5 separate regions of the Mus musculus genome follow, and all the other regions are linked to region 2. A link is a contact called in public Hi-C and HiCAR-type data. All regions are on one chromosome and are shown on one strand. Each heading gives the region's core, a stretch centred on a gene start, on an enhancer-like site or on the middle of the called end of the contact. The rest is flanking DNA. Distances are from core to core; before and after follow the strand shown. Region 1 holds the start of Rrbp1 (ribosome binding protein 1). Region 2 holds the start of Naa20 (N(alpha)-acetyltransferase 20, NatB catalytic subunit). Region 3 holds the start of Kat14 (lysine acetyltransferase 14). Region 4 holds the start of Dtd1 (D-tyrosyl-tRNA deacylase 1). Region 5 holds the start of Nkx2-4 (NK2 homeobox 4).

Evidence for each region. A called contact is a pair of places that touch in the nucleus more often than the background predicts. HiCAR-type assays count read pairs that join an accessible place to other places.
Region 1: a Hi-C map of CD8 T cells shows a contact between it and region 2, with 5 times the contacts expected there. The contact joins the promoter of Rrbp1 here to the promoter of Naa20 in region 2. A contact is called at or near these places in 2 of 39 promoter capture datasets (embryonic stem cells and pre-B cells), 1 of 484 Hi-C or Micro-C datasets (CD8 T cells), 1 of 115 datasets of contacts at active chromatin or transcription factors (microglia) and 1 of 9 other capture datasets (adipose tissue).
Region 3: a Hi-C map of B cells shows a contact between it and region 2, with 7 read pairs. The contact joins the promoter of Kat14 here to the promoter of Naa20 in region 2. A contact is called at or near these places in 1 of 39 promoter capture datasets (embryonic stem cells), 2 of 484 Hi-C or Micro-C datasets (B cells and the G1E-ER4 cell line), 3 of 115 datasets of contacts at active chromatin or transcription factors (astrocytes, embryonic stem cells and pancreatic cancer cells) and 2 of 9 other capture datasets (liver and pancreatic islet).
Region 4: a Hi-C map of B cells shows a contact between it and region 2, with 10 read pairs. The contact joins the promoter of Dtd1 here to the promoter of Naa20 in region 2. A contact is called at or near these places in 6 of 39 promoter capture datasets (the HPC-7 cell line, cranial neural crest, embryonic stem cells and 3 more), 4 of 484 Hi-C or Micro-C datasets (B cells, the G1E-ER4 cell line and embryonic stem cells), 7 of 115 datasets of contacts at active chromatin or transcription factors (astrocytes, embryonic stem cells and stem cell-derived neural progenitor cells) and 2 of 9 other capture datasets (embryonic stem cells and liver).
Region 5: a HiCAR-type map of astrocytes shows a contact between it and region 2, with 3 times the contacts expected there. The contact joins the promoter of Nkx2-4 here to the promoter of Naa20 in region 2. A contact is called at or near these places in 1 of 39 promoter capture datasets (the C10 cell line), 1 of 115 datasets of contacts at active chromatin or transcription factors (astrocytes) and 1 of 9 other capture datasets (adipose tissue).

What each region holds. Positions count from the first base shown.
Region 1 is chr2:144,007,880-144,013,173 of GRCm38.p6, reverse strand. Rrbp1 (ribosome binding protein 1) reads left to right here and starts at 1,911. Exons shown (of 24, transcript NM_024281.2): 1 at 1,911-2,175.
Region 2 is chr2:145,900,212-145,906,118 of GRCm38.p6, reverse strand. It overlaps Naa20 (N(alpha)-acetyltransferase 20, NatB catalytic subunit), which reads right to left and starts at 2,878. Exons shown (of 6, transcript NM_001141965.1): 1 at 2,757-2,878. The coding sequence starts at 2,809.
Region 3 is chr2:144,366,050-144,371,232 of GRCm38.p6, reverse strand. Kat14 (lysine acetyltransferase 14) reads right to left here and starts at 2,198. Exons shown (of 11, transcript NM_181417.3): 1 at 2,076-2,198. It overlaps Pet117 (PET117 homolog), which reads right to left and starts at 2,250. Exons shown (of 2, transcript NM_001164813.1): 1 at 2,076-2,250. The coding sequence starts at 2,171.
Region 4 is chr2:144,597,578-144,603,354 of GRCm38.p6, reverse strand. Dtd1 (D-tyrosyl-tRNA deacylase 1) reads right to left here and starts at 3,402. Exons shown (of 6, transcript NM_025314.3): 1 at 3,264-3,402. The coding sequence starts at 3,306.
Region 5 is chr2:147,081,708-147,087,222 of GRCm38.p6, reverse strand. Nkx2-4 (NK2 homeobox 4) reads left to right here and starts at 1,878. Exons shown (of 2, transcript NM_023504.1): 1 at 1,878-2,328; 2 at 2,734-3,347. The coding sequence starts at 1,878. The coding sequence ends at 3,347. It overlaps Gm34889 (a long non-coding RNA gene), which reads right to left and starts at 1,684. Exons shown (of 4, transcript XR_001783500.2): 1 at 1,601-1,684.

The DNA of each region.
Region 1 (5,294 bases), core at 662-3,161, 1.9 Mb after region 2:
AAGCTGGGATCCTTAATTTTATTTCAAGTGAATCTCAGCTCTGGAAAATGACTGAGTGTGGAAAGGTGATCTATAGTGATTCCTGCTGATTAATCATTAATTCCCTAAGACACTGAGATTCAAACCAGAAATAAATAGTTTAGTTTCAGCCTAACCCCTCTGTATTCTCTCCTTGCAGTTTTACTATAGACCAACAGCTGTCAAGTAGCAATGGCCAAAGGGGTGCTCACAGAGGAACTGAGGCAGGAACTCTGCAGCCACAGAGGCTGGGGCAGGTGTAGTCCTTTGGCCTTTTAGAACACTAAATCTTAGAGGCTGGGGAGGTGGCTCAGTGGGTAAAGTACCTGCTATGAAGGCCCTGAGTTCAAATCCCAACATGAATGTGAACACTCCAGGTGCCACCTACAATCCAGCACTGTGAAGATGGAGACCGTCACTCACTGGTCAGGCAGCTGAGTTAAAGGAGTGGGCTCCAGGATCATAGACAGACCCTGCTCGAGCAATAGAGAGAGAGATATGCCTGATATCAAATTCTGTGTGGACTCGAAAGGGGGGTGGGGGACAGAGGAGAGAGACCAAACTTCATTTCAAAGAGGCTGATCTTGCCTCAGGCTCAAAGGAATAATTTTAAGAGCTGCAGTTAAAATGGTTATAACCTAAACTTAAGCTGGCATGGTGTTTCATGCCTTTAATGCCAGTACTCAGAAAACAGAGGCAGGAGGAACTCTGTGACTTTGAGTTCTAGGCCAGCCTGTTATACAAAGCAAGTTGTGGGACAGCCACATAGTGAGACCTTGACTCAAAAAAAAAAAAAAAAAAAAAGAAAAGAAAAGCACTTAAAGTTAAGTTATTTCAATTGAACTTGGTTTTGAAGAGAGGCTTTTGTGTTGATGAGATGGCACAGGGAAACTACTTTTAAGTACTTTCTATGCAATCTGACTGAGTTTTGATCCCTAGAAACAGCCATGGAAGGAGAGAATCAAGCAGAGAGTTGGTGCATGGTGGCATATGCACCCCTCTTCTAAGTAGGTGTTGGTTGTTGTTTTTTTGTTTTTATAAAGGGGTAGCTGGCTAATATTTGGAGTATCACTAGATCAATTTCCTGGGTTGCTATCATATTTTCTTGGGCCAAAACCTCATGGTCCCAACATCTGAAATCAAGTGTCACAGGATGGATGTAACTCTGCTGTGTGATTTGTACAAGGACAGTATATTATTCTGTTTAGGGAGTGGCTTTTCTTATCAAAATTTCCACCTCTATTTCTTTTGTTCTTTCCAGGTCTTCCACCTCAATTCTCCCACTTATTCAGTAAAATATGGAATGCAGAATGCAGTGCCTTTACGGATAGATAAGGCCCCATCCTCCCTGCTCTGACCCTTGCAGAACTCTTCTTTAGACCCAGAGGCTGGTGCTTTGTGTGACGTTATTTGGGTTTAAATAAGGCATTTTCCCAGTTGTTCACGGTTTGTGCAGTCCTCCTGAGGGTAACATTCACGGCCACCTCAGCCCGGCAGTGTGGAGGAAAAGAGCAGCCTGCGGCCAAGGGGATTCGAACCGCAGTCTATCGGCCTAGGCGGAGCCAAATCCGAATAAGCGGTGGCGTGGAGAGCGGAGGCCTGGAGTGGGCGGGACCGGCAGAGGACCTCCCTAGGTGGGCGGGGAGTTAGAGACCCGCCCCCGCGCAGAGCTGAGAGTTGCGCTGCGCGGCTCCGCCCCTCTTCGGCCCCGCCCCCCGCGGCTCCCCGCAGCTCCTCCTCTCTCTCATTGGCTGAGACGTAGACCCTCCTTTTTGGCCAATGGTCGCCACCGCGGCGCGGCCGTCCGCGGTCTGATTGGTCAGAGGCCGGCAGAGTGGCGGCTAGTGAACCAATAGGAAGAGGCAGCTCGATGAATGGCTGGTCCGGGTGGGGAAGGCAGGAGGCGGCGATCCCGGCGGAGGGGGCCGTTCGCCAGCTCCGAGGCAGAAAGTGCCACGACTCCACACACGCGCACGCAGCCAGCGAGCGGCCGGAGCGGACGGCGGACGGGGCGGACGGCGCCAGGGTCGCAGTGTGTGCAGCTGCTCAGGGGCGGCTTCTCGGTGGAGGCTCGGCCGGCTCCCCTCTTGCGGTTCCGCGGCGGCGGCGGCGGCTGCTCTTGCCCTCTCGCTCTCCCTCTCGCGTCTCCCGCTGCAGGTAAGAAACTTGGCCGGGCCCTGCAGCGGCGGCGGCGGTGGAGGCGCGCGGGCTGGGCCGTCGGGGCGCCGGGCCGGTCGCGCCGCGAGTGACACGTCTCCTCGGCGGCCCCTCCCCCGGCGGCGCCGGCCCGCACGCCCGCCCTGGCGGTAGCCGCGGCCCCTCGAGTGGGACGGAGCTGCGTGTGCCAGGCCGAGCCCGTGCAGGGGCGTCGGCCGAGCGCGCCCCTCGGGGTGGATTCCCCCGGCCGGCAGGCCAGGAGCTGCGGCGGCCCCGCGGCACGACGTGGCGACCCCTCCCTCTCGGCCGGGCCGTCGGGCCGGCCCGCGCGCTCCGAAGTTGGGCTAAGAAAGTTGGCGGCGGGGCGGGGCGGCGCACAGCTGGCGGAGGAAGGGGTTAAGTTTCGGGAAGCCACCGGATGACGTTGCCGGGCCGGAGTCCGGGCCGGAGGGGGTTGGGGGGGCGGAAGGCGGTGGGCCGGCCTGGGACGAGGGCTGAGACTGGATTGGCGACGCGGGGGCCCAGAGCCCCGGGCTGCGGGCTGTGGCCACAGGACACGTCGGCAGCCCCGACGGGGCGGGCGGGGGCCACAGGGCTCGCCGCGGGTGCCGTCCGGGACTGGCCGTAGCAACTTCCCGGAGTACGGGATGAGGCTCCCTGCTCCCCCTGGCGGCAGGGCCGCAGCACCGTTTCACGGCGGGTCCTCGCGGAACCGGCACGAGGGTGCGGGACCTGGCCAGGGTTGGGGCCACCCGGGGTCCTGCCTGGCGTCTCTTTCCCGCGCCCATGATTAGTGGACCCGTGGTGCTAGGCCTGGGCGGAAGTCGGCACCTCCGGCCCGGCGGGCCAAGCGCCCTGGCACTGGGCCCGCCGTCTGTCCCGGCCCGCCAGGCTCCCCGGCAGTGCCCGGGGAAGGGAGGCCGGTTGACCCGGGCTTACTGCAGGCTGTGCAGGATGCTTCAGAGACTCTTTCCCGTAGGTGTCACGCTTCGTCGACAGTTGCTAACCAAATGCTTTCTCTCAGAGGTTTCCCATTTCCCCATCTGAGAGACAGCAGTGGAGACCCAGCACGTGTAGGGAGTAGCCAACTGGTATTGACTGTTCTTGTGGGATGTGTGTTTAGGGACGTGAGAGACAAGGGAACAAGGTGGAGCCTGGCTTGCACTGCCAACCACTGCAGAAGTCGCACACCTGGATTCCAGCCCCATGAACACCGGAGGGTCATGTCTCCTAACCTCTGAACCTGGGGTTTCTTTATCTCTTGCCTGAAGATAGTACCACCCACTCACCACTGAGGTCAGGGGAACTGAGCAGGAAGTGTGAGATCTTGTGCAAAACCGAGGGCAATTTGGCAATCAGTCCTCAGGTCAGAGGTCAGGACTGGGAAACACCAAGGAAATGAAACTTGGATGGATCCCTAGAGCCTCCCACATCTCTGTTTGCTAAGCTAGCAGTTCATTTGCTTAAAGCCTAATGGTGGGGGTTGGGGTCCTGGGTTGAATTTTGTGTAAAGACTCACATTGTAGGCTGAAGAATTGCACATTGGACACAGCCCTTCACTTAAGTATTCTCTCACCATCCACACCACTTCCTTACATTTTTTTTTTCTGTTATTGTTTATCTTAACTTCCTAAACCTAGAGAAATTTCTGGGATTTGCTGGGGGTTGTCATAGAAATGTGTTAATGAACTTTGTAAGGTCAGCCCACTATGGTCTGCCAACTTGTTTCTCTTTAGAAGCAGCTTCCTGTTCTGAGGGCCTGGAGATGCCACTTCCCTTCTGTTTAGTACAGGAGAAGAGCTACTAAGAGGTCAGCACAGATGCTGGGGCAAGCCTGGATTGTCTGGCTTCTGGACTAGTTGAGGCCTACAGAATCCCACGCTTGGGGGCTGAGGGCCAGAAGAGGAGAGCTGGAGGTTTGTGTGAAGCTGTGGCATAAGCTACAACAGAACTTTCCGCTTCCATATTTAGGACTTGAGCTCTGTTTACCTGTTCTAAGTAGTTAGAGCGGTATTATAATGTATGGATATTTTATGTTGATGGGAAACATTTTCTTCATTCTCTCTCTTTCCCCTCCTCCCATCCTGCCCTCCTTTTTTCCTTTCTTTCTGCAGTGTTTTAGGACAGAGTCTTAGGTTGTCCTGCCTGCCATTGGGTCGTCTAGGCTGACCTTGAACGCCTGGCTCTCTTGCCTCTACCTCCCAAGTACTAGGATTACAGGTGTACACCTAAACACCCGGCTTGATGGGGAGTTTTAAATAAATCCTGAATCGAGTCACATTCGAGCAATTATGCTCTTTGCTGAAATGAGCCTTAACTCTACATGCTACAATAATTATATAGCACCAAACTCAGTTTAAACGGTTGCATGCAAATGATTTAATTGGAATATTGGATTATTGTGTAGCAGGGATACCTTTTAAAAGCATAGGAGCCCAGATTCTTACTCGTTCTTTTATCCCCAGAAGCTATAACTAATAGACTTATGACAAAGGGGTAGAACCACAGTCCTTATGATTTTCCTTGTTCAAATCTTGCTTCTAGAAGGAGAACACCCATTTTGTTATCCCTGTATAAATTGCAAGCCTACAATGGGGAAGGCCCCTGAGTTCTCCAATGAGCAGTCTAAACATGGACTGTCTGGCTCCCAGAGGAAGCCAAGGTTGGGGCTCCTAGGAGTTTGAAGTCCCAGGTTTCCATGGTTCGCACAGATTAGAGAGACCACCATCTCATGGTATAAGAGACTCTGAACCCAACTTAAGTTTAAAAGACTTGCAATTTAGAATCAGATACTACACTGCTGGGATTTTAGACAGCATATATTTTACACCCATATATTTAGGGTAGGTGTGGATGGCACCCATTCAGTACGTGAGAACCTGGAAGCCCAGCAGATAAGAAAGTTTGGGAATCTGTTCCTGTTGCCAACTGCTAGGTGACATCTGTACAGCTTTCTGAACAGGCCGTGGGGCCACATAAGCCTATCCTGCTGGGACAATAATTACCCAAGGGAGGACACAGAACTAGAAGATCAAAATGAGTTTTAGTGGCAAGGTGTAGAGTCAGTAACAATCTGGCAGTGCAGGAAGAAGGTACTTGGCATTTTATTCCTTTCTGAA
Region 2 (5,907 bases), core at 1,629-4,128:
TGAAGATCCTGAATTAAAATCCCAGCAACCACATGGTGGCTCACAACCATCCGTAATGAGATCTGACGCCCTCTTCTGGTGGGTCTGAAGACAGCTACAGTGTATTTACATATAATAAATAAATAAATCTTTAAAAAAACAAAAACCTAGTGACAGAGGCATTGTAGTTTTTCCATTGACTTCTCTAGTGTTCAAGATACTATTCAGACTCCACACCTGCAAAACATAGGTAGGCAAAACAACAAAACAACTGGTCTTACTGGTCTTAGTGCTGTGAGAACAGTTTTGGCCTTAGAGTGGTCAGGAACCAATCCTGAGGGCCTCTGGGTGCTGTGACCCTGCCCAGCCCTATAGAGACATGTTTGGCTCACCTAACTGTCTAACTCACTCTGCCCTTCCTCTATTTCCTTACATGAAAATGTAAAAATAAATAAGTGTAAGAAGAAACCAGCCAAAGGCCTCTATCTGACTTTGCCCACCCAAAAGCCCTGCACCCAGACACTGCTTGCTCTTCTGCCATTATAAGGCAAGCAGACCCCTCCCTCTTCTCACCAGAGGACACTTCTCTTACAATTCTTTCTCTCCTGTATTTGTACCTTCCACTTCTGCCTCTCCTGAAGGGGGTGTACAAATGCAGCCCATGCTTAGCCATCGCCACCTCATGATAGTGCCCTCCCCTGCCTGGAGTCCTCTTGTTTGCTAGCTTCTGGATCCCACCCTGGGTTTCCTCCCACCTGGGTTTGGCCTTTCAGTTTCATTTACTCTAGCACCTAACCTGGTGACTCACTGTTTCCTAACGTGAGAAAGTGGGTTCCTTCACTGGCATTAACAAGAGGAGGCGTCACCAAGCCAGATGCGCTGAGACCTGATGTTTAATAGGCGTCCATGTGTATTTTCCTTCTACCTTCTCCATTTCCCTATTACTCTCTTCCTAGAGCTTCATATGCAGATGCTTTATCTCGGTTTCTTAAGTTCAGGCTCTGTATCATCTACACAGCATCTCCCTTTACCACTCCAGTCTATTGCCTCAGTGGCTTGCCTGCCTACTCTATTGCCTCTAATCAACACCTTGTACTCAGTAGATCAGAATTCAGACTGAAGAATTTTTAGACACTATGTGCCTGTACCTTTAAAGGACACCCCCCCCAATTATTCCCTAATACAACCGTATTGGAAGCACTTATAAAATATGTACGTTGTACTATATAAGTATTCTATTGATTTACAGTACATGGAAGTGCTTGGGCTATTTGCATACCACTCCATTGCAATAAGGGGGTTGCACATCACTGAATCTTGGTGTATCATAGAATCAATCTCCTGTGGATACCAAAGGATCTCAGACTTGTGATCCTCCAACCTCAGCCTGAGTGCCAGGATCAACCTTTTTCATTTATTGAATGGGTATGGGTTTTATATGTCTGTGTGTTACATGCATACCTGGTGCTTACTCAAGCCAGGAAAGGCCAGCAGCTTCTTGGAACTAGTATTACAATCAAGTGTGAGCCTCCATGTGGAGTGAACCCCTGTCCTCTGGAAGAGCACCCAGTACTTTTAACAACTGAACCATCTCCAGCTCCATGGGACCAATTTTTTAACAACCACCAGGGCCAGTCTCCACCTACTCCACGTCAGGGTTCTGTGTGTGCAATCCCTTCCCTCACCCAGAAACTGAGGACATCAGCACATGACAGAATTTGTGAAGATTTAAGGGCCTATTATTACATGAGCGCCTGCCACAAGTACTAAAATGCACAGAGGATTCAACACAAGCGGGACCTAACCGAAATCTCACAAGATCGGATCTGAACCAATTAAACACGATAATTAAACCTGGCTTCACCTGAAGCAAAGGCCTACCCTGCTTCACACTCCATTTTCCTGCAGCCTTCTCCAGAGTTTCCTCCTTGCCAAATTTCCTTCATCAAGGTTCATCCCCTCTTTGAAATGTCCATCATCCCAGAGTTTCTTCCCTTCTGTTACCTAAACCTTCCGGTCCATACTTCTTACTACGTTATATCAAGCAAATAACCGAGGTCATGTGTCTACAGGAGTTCGCGGTGAAATGCTGAGCTTTTTAAATGGTCATAATTTGGATTCCAAACTAAATTTTTTTTTCTTTTTAAAAAGCGAGAAGGGGAGAACGGCAAATCACGGGTTTTTAAATTTTGGACTGAAAAGAAACCACACAGCACCGGGGAGTCTTCAGTACATTGGATCCCCAACCAAAAAAAAAAAAATGTAGTCTAGCTGGGTGTGGTGGGGCATGCCTTTAATCCCAGCACTAGTAAGACAGGAAGACATATCTGTGAGGTTTAGGCCAGCCTCGTCTACAGAGAGTTCCTGGAGCCCAGGGATACGAAATGAACCCTGTCTTTTTTTTTTTTTTTTTTTTTTTTTTAAGAGAAAAAGAAAAAAACCCAAGGCAGTCTACTTTGGGCGCTCCGCTACTGTAACTACCAAGCACAAACCACAACTTGCTGAGAGGGCCCGGAGCATCGCAAGGTTACTTCACTGGGATACAATTTAACCAGGACCGCGCTCCTTCCCCGCCCTCCCTCCGCAGTGAGGCCGCCTCAGGGAGCGGGCGCGGGGTGTCCAGCCCGGCTCCGCATCATCCCGGGCGCACCGGGAGCGCCGCGCCTCGGCCAAGGTCACCGGTCAGCGCGCCCGCGCAGCGTCCACCCGGCCCACGGCCCCGCGAGGCTGACCCCGTCCCGCGCCGCGAAGACAGAGGCCGGCCGTGCCTCACTCACATGTTGTTGAAGCGGAACAGGTCGTCGCAGGTGAAGGCCCGGAGCGTGGTCATTGCGCCGCCGCCAGCCTCCAACCCGCTCGGCGCGACCCCGCGCCCGCACTACCGGAAGTACTCGCGCCCGCGGCCGCCATGGGGTGGGACAAAGAACTACTTCCGGACCAGAGGTTGCTGGGCAACAAGAGTAGCGTCGTAGCTCTCTCTGGCGGCTGAAATCAGCAATTGCCTTAATGATCCGCGCCCCGCAGACCCTTTCCAAAAAGTAGGCAGAGTAGTAACAAGGAGAAAGAAGCTGGAGTCAGAGAGCCAAATCGTAAAAGCAAGCTTCAAAACTACAAAGATGCTTCACAGGGTGAGTTAGGAAGTGATCCCTAAAAGGATGGCTCAGGGCCTCTTCTCTCAACCACTGTCATGAACCAGGGATGTGACCTTAAATTTTCTAGCACATTAAAATTATTTAGAAGAAAGGAAGGAAAGAAGGAAGGAAAGGAGGGAGAGAGGGAGGGAGAGAAAGAGAGAGAGAGGAAGAAAAAGAAAGGAAGGAAGGAAGAACAGAAAGAAAGAAAGAAAGAAAGAAAGAGAGAGAGAGAGAGAGAGAGAGAAAGAGAAAGAAAGAAAGAAAGAAAGAAAGAAAGAAAGAAAGAAAGATTATCTGTATAAAAAATGTGAATATCTTATCTTATTTTGGCAATAAGACTTTGAAATCTGGTCCATATATTTGCAGTTTATTTTAATCCGAGAGAAAAATGATCAGAACTATTTGTTTTCGATGCTGATTTTAATAAATGTGTGATTAAAGAGCAGATCAAGCCAGGAATAGTGCCTTACACCTGTAATCCCAGTAGTAAGGAGACAGAGACAAGAGGCTGTTAGTGAGCCTCGAAAACCCTGGTCTATATAGTGAGTTCCAGGCCAGTCAAGGACACATAGTGTGACCGTCTCAAATACATGCATACAAGATGATAGAGCTATCAAAGTAATCCAAACATGTTTCCAAATAACCAAATGAAACATTATCTCATGTCTAAGTTGAAAGTTAACCATTAGGAATTACATTCTTTCATCTGGCCTGCTACATTTTAAGCACCAGCCCAGCGTCTCCACGGCATAGACCCAGTGACTGAGGAGACTATGTACTGTCGGGCTGTGAAGCTGCCTTCCCCTCTTCTCCTTACCAGCAGTTGGGGTGGTCCTGGAGAACATGCTGCTGAGCTCAAACCAATCCAACTCAGCGAGATGCCTACATTACAGCAGACTCACATCCCCAACTCCTTTGGGACTCAGTTGCTCCGCAGGTGTCTTGGGAATTCCTTGGCCAAACCTGAGGGCCAGGTGTGGTGGAGAAGAAAGCAAATGGTTGAAAGAGCAGGTAGTCCCAGTGGCTCCTCGCCAAGCTTTGTCTCTAAGCCTGATGAAGTAAATTATACAATGAATAATTGTAAACATGGGTATGACAGGCCCGAAAGTATATATATAACTGCTACTATGGTAGAAAGGTGGAGTTTGACACCATGAGTTCAGCTTCTACCCTCTATTCACTTACTTTGGCAAAATATGCCATGAAATGAACAGTAAAATATATTTTTGAGGGAAGTTGAGGTTATGATGCTTATACAAATGGAAAAAATGGACAAAGTCAGAAAGAGTCTGAACTAACCAGTAAGAGAGATATGGTAGTCTACTCAAGGAAAATTTTAAATGCATGTGGTTAAAACAAAGACAAAATTGAGAGGGGGGGACATGTGGGGGAATATGAATTTGATGGGTGTATATATGCTCATATTTCATTGTATGTGTGTATGAAATTCTCAAGAATAAAAATGTTTTAAGCCAGTGAATGTAAGTAAATTTGCTTTTTTTCATGAATAAGTGTATCATTATACAAAGAAAACTATAAGTAAAATACACACAGCATATTCAAACATGATCCCAGGACTTAGAAAGATGAAGGAGAATCTTGTCTTCCAGACCAGCCTGTGCTACATAGCAAGACCCTGTGTCAAACATCAATAAAAAACAGAGTAAATAAATGGCCAAGGTGCTCAGGACCGCTGGTCAGCATCCACAGGGCAGTGTCCTCTTACTTCTCCACTGGACAGCACATGGGACACTCGTATTCTTATGGGTCAAGAATCTTTCATCAATATCCATTTTCTGCATCTCACAGATTTGTACAAAGAAGTGGAAGATAATAAAAATGAAACTCAGAAGAGTTTACTACTTGGGGTATCCAGTATTGCTTTTTGTTTTAATTGGCCATGTCAAAATATTTTGCAACTTTTTTTTTTCTGACATGATCCAGTGTTGATTTGAACTAGCTGGTTGTGAAGTTTGGATGATATTCATAATTTTCTTCTGATTCTGGTTTATAACCATAAGGTTTCTAAGTATTTTAAATATAATAAAATTTTAGTTTAGTTTAGTTTAGTTTTTTCAAAATAAAAAGGTGAGTTTAATACAGAGGCAGCACTTGACCCATGCTAGATACTGTGGGCTACTAATTTGCAACCCATGAGAGATGGGCATAGTGGCTGAAACATGTATCCAGCTGTTGGAAGATTAAGGTGAAAGGAAATAAAACTTGAGACCTGTGATTCATGTAATGTATGTCAAATAGCCCAAAGAGTTGTTTGTGAGCTTTGAAACCTGGGGCTGAGAACATAGCAGAACAGACCAGGACATGCCCGGGCAGGCCCATCGCCTCCCTATCTCCCACCCCTCTGACCTAAGTTAAATGTTACAGGCTGCTGATGTTTAAATGGACCAATCATGTGAACACAGTCCAATTCCTCCCCCAGCCCCACTCCTTTTCTATAAAAACCCCTAGCTTCCAAGCCTCGTGGTCGAATCCGCTGTCTCCGCCATTAAAATACCTCGTATTGTTACATCAAGGTGTTGTGTTCTATTTGTGATTCTTGGGTGCACGTTGAATCAGGAGCTGAGTGGGGGTTTCCCCACTAGGTTCTTTCAAAGGCAGACAGACTGCAAGCTGGAGGGCAGAGTGCATCCTGATATAAATAGTGAGACTCTGTCAGAGAGAGGGAGAGGGAGAAAAGGGGAGGGGGAGGGAGAGGGGAAGGGGAGAAAGAGATGGGGGAGAGGGAGGAAGGGAGTGGGAGAGGGAGAGGGAGGAAGGGGGGAGGGAGAAGGAG
Region 3 (5,183 bases), core at 949-3,448, 1.5 Mb after region 2:
TCTTAACATAAGCCGCCAGTGAGCAGCTCTTTCACAGCCTCTGCTTCAGTTCCTACTTCCAGATTATCACCTCAATTGCTTTCATTGATGAACTGTGATATGGAGCTGGAAGTTGACCCCTTTCCACCCCAAGGTGCATTTAGTCATGGTGCTTTGTCATAGCAATAGGAAACCCTAACTAACACAGCTCTTTACTAACCTAACTCTAGCATCTGGAGCCTTGATTCCTGTAGAATCATTAACACTCCTCAACTTACCATAGGACCATACCTGGAAAACCTCATGATAAACTGAAAATAATAAAGGTGTTCTGACATGATACCACTGAACATCAGCATTCCGGGGCTCCCTGGGGTCTGAGGTTTGTTTTGCTGCCTGGCATTTTGAAAGAATCCTACCATTGATCCTGAGCCTGGGAAAATACCAAAATTCAATATTCAAAGAAAGTTTCACTAAATACAAACGATACTGCTTTCCTAAAAACCAAGTTAACCGGGGCTGGAGAGATGGCTCAGTGGTTAAAAGCACTAACTGCTCTTCCGAAGGTCCTGAGTTCAAATCCCAGCAACCACATGGTGGCTCACAACCATCTGTAACAAGATCTGACACCCTCTTCTGGAGTGTCTGAAGACAGCTACAGTGTACTTACATATAATAAATAAATAAATCTTTAAAAAAAAAACACCCAAACACATACATAAAACCAAGTTAACCATCTTTAAGTTAGGAACCATCTGTAATTGATGTCTACTAAGTTCCTTTGAGAGTTAAAGACAATGTCTGTAAAGTGAAAAACACTGTGTCTGGTGTGGGTAGACAGAAAACAAGCCATTATTTCCTTTACTGCCACCTTGAAGTTTTCAAGACATCTACCTTCCTCGATGTTACAGTAAGTCGCTAATGAATAGCTACTGGACAGCTTATTTTGGTCAGTATGTCTTGGTCACTAACTTCCAAGAAATAACTAGATCTTTGCACACTTCCATTCTCTAACTGTGATTCTCAACCGTTTCATTAAAGCCTTTGGCGTGCCTTTTGGAACACAGCTGAGTCTCCATGCTCCAGAGATCTGATTTAATTGGTCTGCTCATACTGTAAAAACTTCTCAGGGGAACAGAGTTTGAAACAAAACTGATAGCAAACGCTGTCTCCAAAACACATCAGGAGGACACAGACACCCTGTCTTCCAAGTTTAATTAGAACCACCATCTTTTCCTTTTCCTCCCAAGAAGGAAGTTTCTTGCTTCTACTCCAGAAGATATCCCTGGGGAACCATATTTTAATCCCAAATCTTTAATTCCTTGTGTGCTTCTCCATCACTGCACATCGACCCTGCTCCTCAAAATGGTTCTGAATTTGCAAGCCTAGTTTCATTGCAATTCCTAGTTTGTGAATACAAAGGTCGATGGTCTGGTGACTCTTGAGGCTTTCAGTAACTTCTGCCCATGGCAAATCCGATTCAAACCAAATAACTGTAAAGGTATTGCTTGAAAGGGCAAATACCAAGTACTGGCCAGCACAGTGTGGCACCATTATAAAAAGAACAATCTCGAGAGGTTATAATTAACTATGTGTTCTCAGTGTGCTCAGCGCACTAGCCAGCGTTGCAAACTGGAATGAGGAAGAGTCGGTTAGTCGCTGATTAATAAGCCAGTTATTCTCCGAAAGAAAGCCATTAAAAGAAAACGTGAAGGGCGCTCGCTACCTTTTATCCTTTCCAGAACCTAAGTCCAGTAGCAAAATGTTTTGTTAATGCAAGTTGCAAAAATCTCAAGTTTCTTTAGCCAAAGGCACTGGGGGGTGTGCTGGGTGTGAGCTGCTTTATCTCCGGATTTAACAATTCCTGGGTAAGGCTTTGTGGGCTGTGCTGCCCCCAGGGCCTCGAGCTCACCCTAGCAACTCTCTAACTCTGGACTACACCCCTGCCCCGAGGCTTCCGCCCCAGTCTCCCGCCTCGTGGCTGGGGGAGAGAAGTCGGCGTCCTGAACGCGCCCTTGCAGCCCGCCCGGCCCGCCACGCGCGCAGGGACAGCTGCGGGCTCGGCGCCCCGGAAGACGCGGTCACGTGACACCGACCTGCCGGTCCTGCCGCTGCTTCAGATGCACGCCGGCCACCGTGGCCGCCGTCAGCAGCACCGAGAGGCCCAGCACTGCCTTCGAACTCCTCGACATTCCCGCTCCCGGCCGCGGACTCGCTCCCGCGCCCGCCCCCGCCGCCGCCACAGCCGCCGCCGCCGCCGCAGCCGCAACGGGCCAGGCTCGACCTCTCGAGCGCAGAGCCGTTGCAAGTGCTATCGTCGCCAGGCTCTAGCAATCGAGCGCCGAGCGTAACCCCTGGCCCGCTTCGCTGCTTCTTGGGAGTGGCTGCCTGGGGCCCTGGCTTTCCTATTTGGGGACCGCCTTCACCAGGAAGTCGCAGTGCTGGGCTGCTTTGGAGTCGCGAGGGTGGGGTTGGGAGTGCCAGTGGAGTATGTACGGAGGACATCTGGTCGCTATGGGGCGACTGATCAGACCCTAAATTTTCTTAGAGTCTAAAAGCTGGGTGGTTGGTTTTTTGACAAGGTATTGCTGTGCAGCTCAAACTAGCTTCAAACTCGCAATCCTGCCTCAGCCTCGGCTACACCTTGTTGCCTACTAAACTTCTGTTGGGAAATGCACTGGGTCAGGCAAGGATCCGGACATGTTTAGCTCCTGTAATCTTAAGAAATGGCGTTGCCCGGCGTGGTGGCTCACGCCTTTAATCCCACCACTCCCGAGGCAGAGGCAGGCGGATTTCTGAGTTCGAGTCCTGCCTGGTCTACAAAGTGAGTTCCAGGACAACCAGGGCTATACAGAGAAACCCTGTCTCAAAAAACCAAAAGAAAAAAAAAATGTCGTTGATGCCCTTGGAGCCTTTCAGGAATGCTTGTAAGATCCTTGTGTCAGAGTAGTTCACAAGAGGCTAAGGATGGTGTCATTTGCACTTACCCCTTAAATTAAAAAAGAGACTTGGCTTCCCAGAACTTTTAAGTATTTGTGATGCCAATGAAGAATGGCATATCAGTAAATCACTCTTACCCAGGAAAGTACACATTCAAAGCTGCTGCTGAAAACCGATAGACAACAATGATAAGGCTCATTCAGGCCTTGATTAGGTATTCCCAGTGTTTCCCCAACATTCACTTCGTCTCAGTATGCTTTGCTCTTTCGTTCTCTGTTAAGTGAACCCAAACGGCATGAAGAAAATACTATTATGAACAGTTAGCATACTGCATTGGTTATATCTTTGGTTTTTTTTTTTTAATTAATTTTTTTGGTGTTTTTTGTTTGTTTCTTTGTTTGTTTGTTTTGACAGGGCTTCTCTGTGTAGCCCTGACTGTCCTGGAACTCACTTTGTAGACCAGGCTGGCCTCAAACTCAGAAATCCGCCTGCCTCTGCCTCCTGAGTGCTGGGATTAAAGGCATGCGACACCACGCCCGACTTTAATTTATTTTTTAAAGAATCTAGGTTTATTTATTTTTAAAGATTTATTTTATGTATATGAATACACTGTAGCTGTACAGATGGTTGTGAACCTTCATGTGGTTGTTGGAAATTGAATTTAGGACCTCTGCTTGCGCCAGCACAAAGATTTATTTATTATTATACACACCAGAAAAGGATATCAGATCTCATTTCGTGTGGTTGTGAGCCACCATGTGGTTTCTGGGATTTGAACATAGGACCTTTGGAAGAGCAGTCAGTGCTCTTACCTGTTGAACCATCTCACCAGCCCAGGTTATATCTTTGAATGTGAAAATAGAGTTTGGGACCAGTGACTTTTAGAATGAGAAGAGATTCAAGTTATTTTTGCATATTTCCCTAAGGAAAAATCATGCCACAATACTTTTTATTTATGATAACCCCAGACTTTTCATCCAGTAAATCAGCGAGTGTAACAGCTATGAATGGCCTTGGAATGACACCAGAAGTATAAATGACCATGCATTCTATTGTGATTAATTTTCCAATTTGTCTTCTTTAAATGTATTTTGTTTTTAAAAATCTCTTATGCTAGGCAGTTGTGGTATACACCTTTAATCCCAGCCCTGGGGAAGCAGAGGTAGGCAGAACTCTGAGTTCGAGGCCAGCCTCGTCTACAGAGCTAGTTCCAGGATGGCCAGGACTACACACAGAAACAATGTCTCAAGAGGAGGAGGAGGAGGAGGCAGCTGTAAGTGTTGTGTCTAAAGTGTAGGCCAATGATTACAAACCAAAGCAAGATGTTTTTTATAATTATTATTACTTACCTTAGTAGCTGAATGACTGTGTGCCATCAGATCCTGAAAAGCAACTTATTTATTTACTTTAAAATAGTTGCTAGAACATCTAGTTTGGGTGTATTTTTAGGAGTGGGCACTGTAATTAAAGAAAATAGTTTACTGGGCAATTGGAAACGTCTACTAAGTAAGTCTTATTTTTCCCTCTTTTATGCCAAGGTCTTTCAGAGAAAGCATCACTGATGACCACATATTATTTACCATGTTCAGTTAACTCTTACATTTAAGTTACACCTGAAGTGCTAGGAAGGCTTGTGACAGGACAAGAAGAGGCTCCTCCATCTTGTACTCTTGCTGAGGCCACTTTGGTTTAACTAGGATTTGATCTGCTTGATGAAGAATCCTGTGGAAAATTACCCAACTCCATTCTATACCCATCTGTCTTAGTCAGGGTTTCTATTCCTGCACAAACATCATGACTAAGAAGCAAGTTGGGAAGAAAAGGATTTATTTAGCTTATACTTCCACATTGCTGTTCATCACCAAAGGAAGTCAAGGACTTGGAACTCAAGCAGGTCAGGAAGCAGGAGCTGATGCAGAGACCATGGAGGGATGTTACTTATTGGCTTGCTTCCCCTGGCTTGCTCGCTTTGCTTTCTTATAGAACCCAGGACTACCAGCCCAAGGATGGCACCACCCACAATAGGCCCTACCCGGCTTGATCACTAATTGAGAAAATGCCTTAGAGCTGGATCTCATGAAGGCATTTCCTCAAGGGAGGCTCCTTTTTCTGTGACAACTCCAGTTTGTGTCAAGTTGACACACAAAACTAGCCAGTACACCATCCCAAGGTCCATATGCCCTACCTAACTTATCTTAGCTTCTGTTAAACTGCCTGCTTGTGCAAACCTCAGACTTGCAGCTGCCAAGTGAGGTATCAAGATG
Region 4 (5,777 bases), core at 2,153-4,652, 1.3 Mb after region 2:
TCTGGCACAGTATTTAGACTAAATTCATCATTATGTCGGTGAAATTAAACTCATATTTTAAGTGGCAACCTTGATAATTTCCTCCTTTTGCCCAGTCTCACTATATTACTGTTGTTGTTTTTCTTTTTTTATTTCATTTTGTACTGACCTAATGTTCCAGGAGGAATAGAACAATAAACTCTGCCATTGTGCGCAGGGATGGGGGTGAGGGTGGGGGTGGCTTCTGCTGAGCACTAGAATGGACTCTGCCACTGTGTGCGTGCGTGTGTGTGTGTGTGTGTGTGTGTGTGTGTGCGTGCGTGCGTGTGTGTGTGTGTGTGTGTGTGTGTGTTGCTTCTGCTGTGCACTAATATCTGCAAATATTCCTAAAAGGGAGCACATACCAAGCCCCAGCTTCCTCAGCTTCCAATTGTAATTATATATGGATCCACATGACAAAAGGCAAGGGTCACATGGAAAAAGAAAACTGGCAAAAAGAAAAGGTTTCTGAGTACACAGACACCAAAACTTAAGGCAAAACCAAACACAAACTGTGTCCGAGGTACACTGGCAGTACTCATTCATGCTGCTTCATGAAGCCACTTCAATGCAGCCTTTGTTCTGAACACAAAACATGCACACATGCCACACGACATCAACAAACACTGCCCGAAACGACTCTACACAGACTTGATACTCTCCCATGTTCAATTGTAATGTTTTTATACTACACACCAAGTTTTATGCTCTTTATGCTCAGAAACATCATGGCTTGTAGAAAAGAATGGCTTTTAATATTTCCTACTATTATCTTCAGCACACAAGTATCAAAGTAATGAGGCAAGCAAGCATAGGGAACATTTAGCTAACTAGGACTCCACTTGGTTTGGACTTTGCACTCTTCTCTGAGCAATGTACCTAGCAACCTCTTTAGCAGCCTAGGACCCCACAAGCATAGACTGCAGGTACACCTGGGGTCTCATTTACATTATTTGCCATTCCATTAATTAGGGTCATTTATTTACATTATTACAGTTGACTGGATTTTTATGTTGATTCATCTACTCATGTGACATGGATGTGTGCATGCATGTGGAGGTCAGAGGACAACTTGTAGGAGTTAGTTCTCTCTTCAGGTCCTCAGGCTTGGTGGCAAACGCTTGTAACTGGCTAAGTCACCATACAGGCCCTTCATAATTGCTTCAAATGGTGGAAATAAGTTGTTCCCCTTCACAACTTCTTGAGAATGACCCATTACTACTCAAACATATCCTGGAACATACCTGGAAACTACAGGCAATGGCCCATCCACTCTCAGCAAGTGACTGTCATTCAGGTCACTCCCTCACTCTTATCCTGAAATTTCTCATTAGCTTACGCTCGAGTATGATCAAAGGGCTCCCTAGGGAAATCCCAAGAGTGTTAGACACTTTGTGCAAGTGCCAGCCCAGGGCCTCACACATGCCAGGCTTGGTTTGGTAGGAGAGGGTTTCACTAGGTAGCTTCAGTCTGCACTTCAACTCACCAGGTAGGTGGCCCATGCTGGACTCAACCCAGGGTGCTGGGATGATAGGAATAGGCCACCACCTACAAGCAAAGGTACATTTTCCAAAGTCCAGATCAGCGGGATTGGGGGCTTAAGGAGCCAAAGCTCAAAATTTAAATCTGTTGGTGATAACCACATCAAGTAGACAGCTTCTCCCCCCCAAAGAGCAAAACCATCTTTCATCAGTGAATTTTTCCAGTTTTCATGTGCTCAATATTTACTGAAATGTTATTAGAGTCCCATAAACTCCTCTCCTATTCTGCTCCTTATTAGTCCAGGATGATTTCCAAAACCAAAGTTAACAGAACAGCTTGCAACTCATTAAGCAGGATTAGAAGGTGGACTCTCGAGTCTAAATATGTGGTTTGGCTACTTGGTTGGGGAGGAGTCTTGGGTCTAGCTTTAAACTCAAAACCATGTATTTAGTATAAAATGGTTTAAAGAAAAAGATATCTGTATTGCTTGATCTGAAGCTTTGGTGAGGAGGGGGAATCTTAGAGACTCTTTTGTTGTCCAATCTGCTTTCTGTTGTCCAATTCCTGGGCTCAACACAGCTCCTTCCCCAGCCTCCAAAGTGGCTGTGACTACAGGCCTTGGCATCTGACCTGAAAATGTACTTCTGCCTCTATAAACACAGCTGGGCAATGGTGGTAGACACCTTTAATCCCAGCACTTGGGAGGCAGAGGCAGGTGGATCTGTGAGTTCAAGGCCAGCCTAGTCTACGGAGTGAGTTCCTGGCCAGACAAGGCTAAACAGAGAAACCCTGTCTCGAAAAGGAAAGAAAGAAAGAAAGAAAGAAAGAAAGAAAGAGAGAAAGCAAGCTAGCTAAATGAGTGATGGGTAGACTTGCTGCCAAGCCTAATTCCATGAGTTGAATCCCAAGGACCCACATGGTGGTGGCACATCTAAATTGTTCTCTGGCCTGTTACACACAGAAACACACACACCAAATAAATAAATGTATTTATTTCTTTAACTTAAAAGACTAAAAGAATGGCACCAGTCGTTTCTATTTTTTTAACACTTTTCAAATAACTACAGTAGCTGGATCCTGAATATTTCAACTAGCCTCCCACATTCAACTGATGGCTAATGGCTGAGCATCTGGGTCTATATTAATTAATGGGAAAGAGAAGCACGTCATCTTGAATTCTGTGGTTCTGACCCATGGCTGAAGGTTCAGAGACCGACATCCAGGTGCAAGCAAGGGATGTTCTGCACCCAGTGAGGATGCCAGCAGATATTTGCTCAAAGCTGCCAGAGCTCAAACAATTAGCAATTCCTCCGTCTGTCCATTTTATCATGAGCCAAGTTCTATTTTAAAAAGAAAAGATATGCAAAAGGGGGTTGTTAAAATGCTACATCTCAGACAGAGCGGTGGATAAACGAGCGATTCCGCTCCGGAAATCTCCCCTATGTGTTGTTTGTGCAACAGTGCATTCAACAACGGGCCCTGGGGATGCTCACAGGTTCTGGCACCTTGTCTGTGAGGAACACACACACACACTCACAAAGATAATGATGATGATTATAATGGTGATGACGACGGAGATGAGGGTTTATGTAGCAACGAAAGCACGGAGCCTGAACCCATGAGCGGCCAGGCACGTGCCGGATCTTCTCGGCCACGGCGCTGCCCAGAGGCTGCCCGGTAACTCGGGGCTGCGGGGAACCCTCACACGGAACAGCGGGTCGCGGGGGTCAGAGGCTGCTCTCTCCCCGGCCCGCCCGACTGACCTGTGACGCTAGCCCGAGTGACGCGCTGCACCACGGCCTTCATGGCGGCGGCTGTAGCGACTGGAATTTGCTGTGTGGTCAGACCTTGCGACTCCGCCGGTGGCTCCTCGACCGGCGCCCTCTACCGGCAACACCGGAAGAGCTCCGTGAGGACCCATTCCACAGAGCTGCGTCCCGCCCACGTCGGCCACACCTATCCAATTGGCCCCGCCCATGTCAATCACCCTCACCTGTCACCTATGCATAACCTAGTCCATTTGTGGTAGGCGCCGCCCTATCCACCCCTGAACTCCTTCTTAAGCACTATAGTCCCAAACTGCCAGCCTAGTCTCCACTATGTCCAGACACTCATTAATTTCTGCTCCAGTTTCTTTCTCTTTCAGTTTTACCCTTAAGTTTTTTTCCTGCTTTTCTCCCTCTTTTCCAATCCTCCGGTCACAGATTTTCCAAAATCTTCACTTGTTCTGTAGCCTCAGCAGCAATCCTGTTGCTAAAAACAAAAGGACCTGCTGCTAACATAGCCATTTAACTACATAACTATTGATTTACCTTAGACACAATAGTTAATAGGTCTATCAGTCTAGAATTCTAATTCCTTCCTAATACAAATCTAATACTTAGCCCTATCATAGGGTTGTTAGGAAATTTGGATGGGCTGTAAAGATGCTTAGATGGCTGCAAAGAACTGTATAGCTATTACTGTACTAAGTTTTCATCACTAAAAAATAACATCTTCATAGTCCAGTGGTAGTCCATGTGTTTATAATTAAACAAAGAAAAAGAAGAATGGGGGGGGGGGGAGATAGTCCCAGCTACTTGAGATGAAGCGGGAAAGTGTTTTAAGTCCATGAGTTCAAGACCACCAATGTGGGCAATGTAATGAGACTTTCCCTTAAAAACGAAATAGGAGTATCAGAAAAAGTTCACCCATTTCAGAGTGTCTTTGCTTTGAACGCCTCTTCCAGGATTAGCAGATTCAGAAAAGCATTTGTTAGAAAGCAATTTGATAGAACTGTTATTTGGCCCGAAATACTCTAAGGAATGGTGGTTGAACATCTGTGATCCAAGCATTCTGGAGGCTGCAGTATGAGGATCACGCTGAAGTTCAAGGCCAGCATGAAATACAGAGTGAGATGTTGCTTTCCCCCTCACCCCCCCAAAAAAACAAAAACAAAAACAAAAAAGGCCTAGAAATGTGTATTATTGTGGGGTATCCATCAGATAAGACTACTCAGACCGGGGTTAAGCCAGTAGAAAGTCTTTATTAGCCAACTGGCAACTACACTGGGTGTTCAGGATCTCATTAAAGCTCAGATTCTTTTAGAGTGAGCATTTAAGCAAAAAAAAAAAAAAAATTCCTCGGTTGACATACTTCAGTTAATAAGCACAGTTAGGCTAAAGCAATTACAGAAGTCAAAAGGCAAGCTTAGTGCATTTGATAGATTCGGTCTTCCTTTTCACTCTGGCAAGTGGTACTATCTACATACTGAGTTTTATGGAGTCAGTTGTGCTAAGGACTGGGAGCCTTTTATATTATGCTTAAATATTAAATAGTGAATGCAAAATTGCATGAGTTAAATTGTCAAGGATACCACCAGCAGCAGCAGCAGCAAGATCAATGGGTGTCAGTCACATGCTTCCTGATATTGAAGGATACAGTGGTAATTCTGCAACAACAAAACTTAACCTGGGGCTAGAAGTGTAGCTCAGTGGAACATAGTACTTAGCTACCATGTAGGAAGCCCTAGGTTCAGCCCTTAGCATCATATAAGCCAGGGATGGCAACACTTACCTGGAATCCCAGCGCTCAGGAGGTAGAGAGGCAGGAGCATCAGTTCAAGGGTGGAACTGTACAATCGAAATGCAAACTGCACTGCAGGAGACTCTGCATCTAATTGTTTAAAAAACCTAAATCAGGAACATTCTATCAAGTAGTCAGTTTTTCACATCCAGGGAAAAAAGTCTGGCTCAATGGGTAAAGGCACTCCCTGGGGGCTGGAGTGATGGCTCAGTAGTTAAGAGCACTGGCTGCTCTTCCAGAGGTCCTGAGTTCAATTCCCAGCAACCACATGGTAGCTCACAACCATTTGTAATGGGATCCAACGCCCTCTTCTGGTGTGTCTGAAGACTGCTGAAGTGTGCTCACATATAATAAATAAATAAATCTTTTTTTAAAAAAGAAAAAGAAAAGGCACTTGCTGCCTTTAATGACCTGAGTTTGATCCCCAGACCTCTCCCTGACATCACTAAATGTCCTCTGAGCTCCACATGCACCCTATATCACATGCAAATGCATGTTCACAGACGTGCACACAAAATAAATAAAATGGGAGAAGACTGTATTATGCATGAACTTTGGTACATCCTGGCCAGGAAAAAAAGAAAAGGGAGAAAGTTATTAGTAGGATAACAATAACTCCCTTTGAGTTGGTATGAGCCCACTGATCCAGCAAAGCACTGTTTATAATTGTGGTTTCATTACAAATGATTCATATTTGATTAAAGACCTTTCTC
Region 5 (5,515 bases), core at 629-3,128, 1.2 Mb before region 2:
AATATAAGTAGGCAGTTCCAGCATAAGTGACCTAGCTCAAGTGTCCCAAGTCCAGGAAAGACCTGTAAAAGTAGCATTGTGTCAGAATGTAGCAACACTAATCTTGTTAAGACAGTAACTGATGTCTATAAACAACTGCTAGGACCTGGCATTTTGTCCCACAGTATGTGTTTTAAAATATTAACCACTATTCTGGTTGTCATTTTCTTTCCATGAGTGACCATATGGTCTTTTTTTCTCCCTACAACAGGCAGATTCTTTGCAAAAGGACACTGAAATGAACACAGATGTTGACTAAAATAATAAGACAAAACCATCAAGGGCATTCACACCACAGGGCTGAAACCAAGAAAAAGAGAATGTGGAGCAGTTCAGATCTCCACGGCATGTGAGTCCAGGTTAAACTTTGGTGGTCACGCCTTTGTTTTTAGATACAATAAAATCTTGCATAAGAAACACTTTTCTTTCTTCTACTCCAGTTTTGAGGAAAACTTTTAAAATGTGTCTTTGTTTCCCTGCTCATCCCCATGTTTTCCAATTTTACTGGTACCTGCACACTTCTTTGTCTTTTGTCTTGCACTTACTGTAAGTTCATAAAGTATAAGTTCTTTGTTATGCAGGAACATTTGTATACCAAGAAACGAATTTTTTTTTTTAAAAAATCAGCTTATGGGTTTGAATTTTTTCAAGAGAGCTGTCGTTTTAACCTGCTTTCTGCATCCACATCAACGTTGATACTTTTTAAACAGGTTATTTTCCCAACACCACCAAAAAGATCCATTACAAACAAGTAGACATACTTGAATTCTCTCTCTCTCTCTTTCTCTCTCTCTCTCTCTCTCCCTCCCTCCCTCCATCTTTCCCTCCCTCCCCCTCCCTTCCCTCTTTTTCTCTTTCCCTCATTCTCTCATATCAGGATAGTGACAGAAGAATAAACCCTAAGTCAGATTCTGGGGATGAGGACAAAGAAAATATAGCGGTAATGAAGGTGCAAATTAAATATGAAACTTTTTTAGCAAATACACTTCATCTTGTTCAGTTTCTACCCTGAGAGTAGGAGCACCATACTTACAAGTCAGCATCTCTCTCTCTGCGTGCTGTACCTCTTCTTTGGATTTGTATACTTTGAGCTAATTTGGAAGTGTCCGTTAGGTTGCCTACAAAATGACGCTTTAAAGGATCTAACGATGCATAAATTAGAGAGCCCTACAATGGCAGAGGACGGTCATTGTACCTCTCCTCTTTATGTGCTCTTATGGTGGGACCCAAGAGCCCCCTTTATTTTTAACACTTTAGATGATGGAGCCAGTGAGGGGCTGATAGCTAGAAAGGAAGAGAGCCCTGAAAAGCATCCCCCTCCCAAACTTAACAGCTGTTTGTCCTCCCCCCCCCACACACACACCCACCCCTCGACGTTCTACTGAACTTTGCCACAAAGTCACTTTAGGAAAACTCACAGTCTGCATGAAACAAGCGTGGCTCTTTCAGTGGCCTCTGAGTTTTTATTTCTCTAGGGCTAAAGGTAACCCGGATAGAAGCGCGAAGGATGGAGCTAGAAAGGGGGGCAATCTTTTCCAGAAACACCCAACTGGCCCTTTACCTTTTTTTGCCTCCGTTATCTGGAAGGGGGGTGAGAGAAAAAGATGTCAATGACCATTGTTTGCTCGTTGGGGATGTTGCTCCGCCCCCCGAGTCTGTCGTAAACCTGGCACTGGACTAAAATAAACCCGAGATCCCGCAGCTCGGGGGCTCGCCGCGCCGCGGACAGCTCTCCACTGGCGCTGCCGCCGGGCCGAAGTGGCGGCGGCGGCGACGAGCGGCCGCCGCGTCCCGCCCGCGCCCGCCCCGGGCCCCCCTACCTGGCCGTCCGCCGAGCCATGTCGTTGAGCCCCAAGCACACGACGCCCTTCTCCGTTTCCGACATCCTGAGCCCCATCGAGGAGACCTACAAGAAGTTCGGCGGCGTCATGGACGGTGCGCCGCCCGGCCTGGGGGCGCCCCTGGGGGCCGCTGCCTACCGCGCGCCACCGAGCGGCCCCTCCTCGCAGGCGGCGGCCGTGGCGGCGGGCATGCAGCCGCCCCACGCCATGGCCGGACACAACGCGGCGGCGGCAGCAGCGGCGGCAGCGGCGGCGGCCGCGGCGGCCGCCACCTACCACATGCCTCCCGGCGTCTCGCAGTTCCCGCACAGCGCCATGGGCAGCTACTGCAACGGCGGCCTGGGCAACATGGGTGAGCTGCCCGCCTACACGGACGGCATGCGGGGCGGCGCGGCGGCCGCGGCCACCGGCTGGTACGGCGCCAACACGGACCCGCGCTACTCGTCAAGTGAGCGGGGCCAGACGCGCGGGACTGAGGGCGGGCTGGCGGCGCGGGCTTTTCCCGCCACAGCCGGGGCGCGAGGGTGCTGGCGTCCTGGTCAGCGGCGCCCGAGGGTCGACGCGCGGGGGGTCCTGGCACGCGGCCTCGGGCTCGCGAGGGGTTCTGGGGCCAGGCTGGGGACGCGCGGGGCGGCCCGGGACTCGCGGGGTTTCTCGGGAACCTCCTGGGGCGCACGGGGGTCACCGGGCCCCCGGGTGCGCGGAGGGAGTGGGGCTCGGGCCGCGGCGCTCGTGGGACGCCGCGACCCAGTCGGGGGCCCCGTGCCGTCACTTAAAACGAGCGGGGCGTCGGCGGGAACGGTTCTCGCAGGCCCGGGGCTCACCGGCCGTCCTTCTTGGGCCCCCTCCCCAGTCTCCAGGTTCATGGGGCCGTCGGCGGGCGTGAACGTGGCCGGCATGGGTTCGCTGACCGGCATCGCGGACGCCGCCAAGTCGCTGGCACCGCTGCACGCGGCCGCGCCGCGAAGGAAGCGCCGAGTGCTCTTCTCGCAAGCGCAGGTCTACGAGCTGGAGCGGCGCTTCAAGCAGCAGAAGTACCTGTCGGCGCCCGAGCGCGAGCACCTGGCCAGCATGATCCACCTGACGCCCACGCAGGTCAAGATCTGGTTCCAGAACCATCGCTACAAGATGAAGAGGCAGGCCAAGGACAAGGCGGCGCAGCAGCTGCAACAGGAGGGCGGCCTGGGCCCCCCGCCGCCTCCGCCGCCGCCGTCGCCGCGCCGCGTGGCGGTACCGGTGCTGGTGAAGGACGGCAAGCCGTGCCAGAACGGCGCGGGCACCCCGACGCCTGGCCAGGGAGGCCAGCAGCCGCAAGCCCCGACGCCCGCGCCAGAGCTCGAGGAGCTGTCGCCCAGCCCGCCCGCTCTGCATGGTCCCGGGGGCGGCTTAGCGGCCCTGGACGCGGCCACCGGGGACTACGGCGGAGGCGTGCTCGGCGCCAACCTGCTCTATGGCAGAACGTGGTGATGAGCCCCGAGGGTCTGCCTGCGACTCGCAGGATCCGCCAAGAAACTGCAAGAACGGATGGGGGAAATGTACAGATGCTGACCCTTTAGTGCATGGAGATAAGAACGAATGAGTCACGGAGAGGGTCAGGCTGCTCTGAACCTCTTTACTGGGGGTGGGAGAAGGCAACAGCCCCGGACCGAATAATGTGACACCACACTCTGAGGTGGTGATTTCCCTTCTTTCAGAAGTTCCTAAGTTATGCGGAAGAACTGACTGACGGAATACGCATTCACCACGTTCCTAACCAAAGCTCTCAAGAGTTTTAGAAGTCGGAAACTTTGTTGGTGTTTGTATCTCTATAAATCAACCAGCTTTTCACGATGAATCCTTGAAGTGGAATTTATTTTGGGAGATTAATTTGCAAAGCCCCTCCCCTAAGTGCAATTTCGTTAATGCTTGATTGAAAGTAAATTGAATTGTAGCCCAAAGTGGATCATATACACAGCAACGTGATTGCTGAGGAATAACTGCCATTTGGGTAAAATAGAGAAATGGAATAAAAAGAATCGAAACACTAAGTATACGGATTGTTACCGTTTTTACATTTAAATGCTGATTTTAAAATATTTTGTTCATTATTAGGCAACCAAGTAATTGTATATTATCCTAGAAGAGTACAACCCCCATCCCGACCCCAACCCAAGATGCAGCTCATTATTTTTTAAAAAGGGTTATAAAATACTTTTTATATAGAATCTGGCCTTTCCAAATCAGCTGATAAACATACCCTTTTATCCTATAAACATGGTATTTATTTTCTTTAAAGTATTTTTACCTGAATTTGGACTCCTTGGCAAAGTACTAGAACAAACAAGTAAAACTGACACTATTACCACCAATCTACTTCAAAGCAAGTTAAAAAGAATAAAGGTGATTTATTGAATTGTTATCATAATATACAGAAAAAGTAAGATAATTATACGTTTCCATCATATTTAGAACGTAGTTGTTGCACCAATTTTATCGGTGTTTTATTGTAAAATAAATATATTTACTCTATTATGCCAATTAATATTTTCAGCATTTCAAATGAATATTTAAATATAACTTTAAAAGGCCTTAAGTACTTTTGCTAAAAGTCAAGAGGTCATTTCTTTTTAAGGGTTGTAGGGATTTTTTTTCCTTTTTTCCTTTTGGCGAGTGTGGCAACACAGCTCTTTAATCATTAAAATAGTCATATTGGAGGAAATAGAACCGACTGAATAGTGTGAACTTATAGGACTAATGGAAGTTAAAGAAATAATATGCGCAAAGCATGCTTCCAAAGAATCAAAGCAGATGGTCACCAGAGATACCAAACCTCTTCTGCATTTCTATGTTTTAGAACAAACCTGAGTGCGAAACACTATTTCCTCTCATGGTTTGAACATTTTTCTGGAAAGTTCAAAGGGACTGCATAGAAAGGTACATAGAAGTCAAACTTGCACTTTCTCCAAAATGTATTTTATAAAGTAAATTCTCTCTCTCTCTCTCTCTCTCTCTCTTTTTCTCCATCTAAATTAACTCCAGTTCCTTTCAAGGCAAGAAAAGGGAGGGGGCATGGGGCAAAGAGATTTGTCTTTTATCAAACCACCGTTGTGCATTTTTGGAGAGTGAGATTTAATTTTAAAAGCATTTAATAAAAATCTCAGTAGACAAAATAGTTTAAAATGGTGTGATAAACATACAGAAAATTCTCCCAGGTTGAGTTTTTGCATTATGTAGTAGATTGACTTCAGAAATCAGTATTAATCTTTGCTGGTAAAGCTATTACTGATGTGCTGTAGTTCAAAGTGCTTTGTTTTCATCTGTTTGACTACACTACCTCTAGCACATGTTTTAAAAATTCACACCATTTGCAATAATTTTTTTTAACAGGCCATCACTTACAAAACCAATAGCTTTATAGTCCATGGGCATGCAATGATACCCTTAAGAAAAATAAACCTATAAGAGTTCTACACACACGTGCACACACACGCACACACACACACACCCGTAGCTTATTTCCAGACAAAGAATCCTTTAAATTAAATGAACTCTATTGGAAATAATGTCACCAGAAGCAAACAATCATTTTCCATTTGCTATTTTCTGAAAGTACATGTACTGTAGCCATATCTTTTTCCATTCAGCATTTCTTAAGT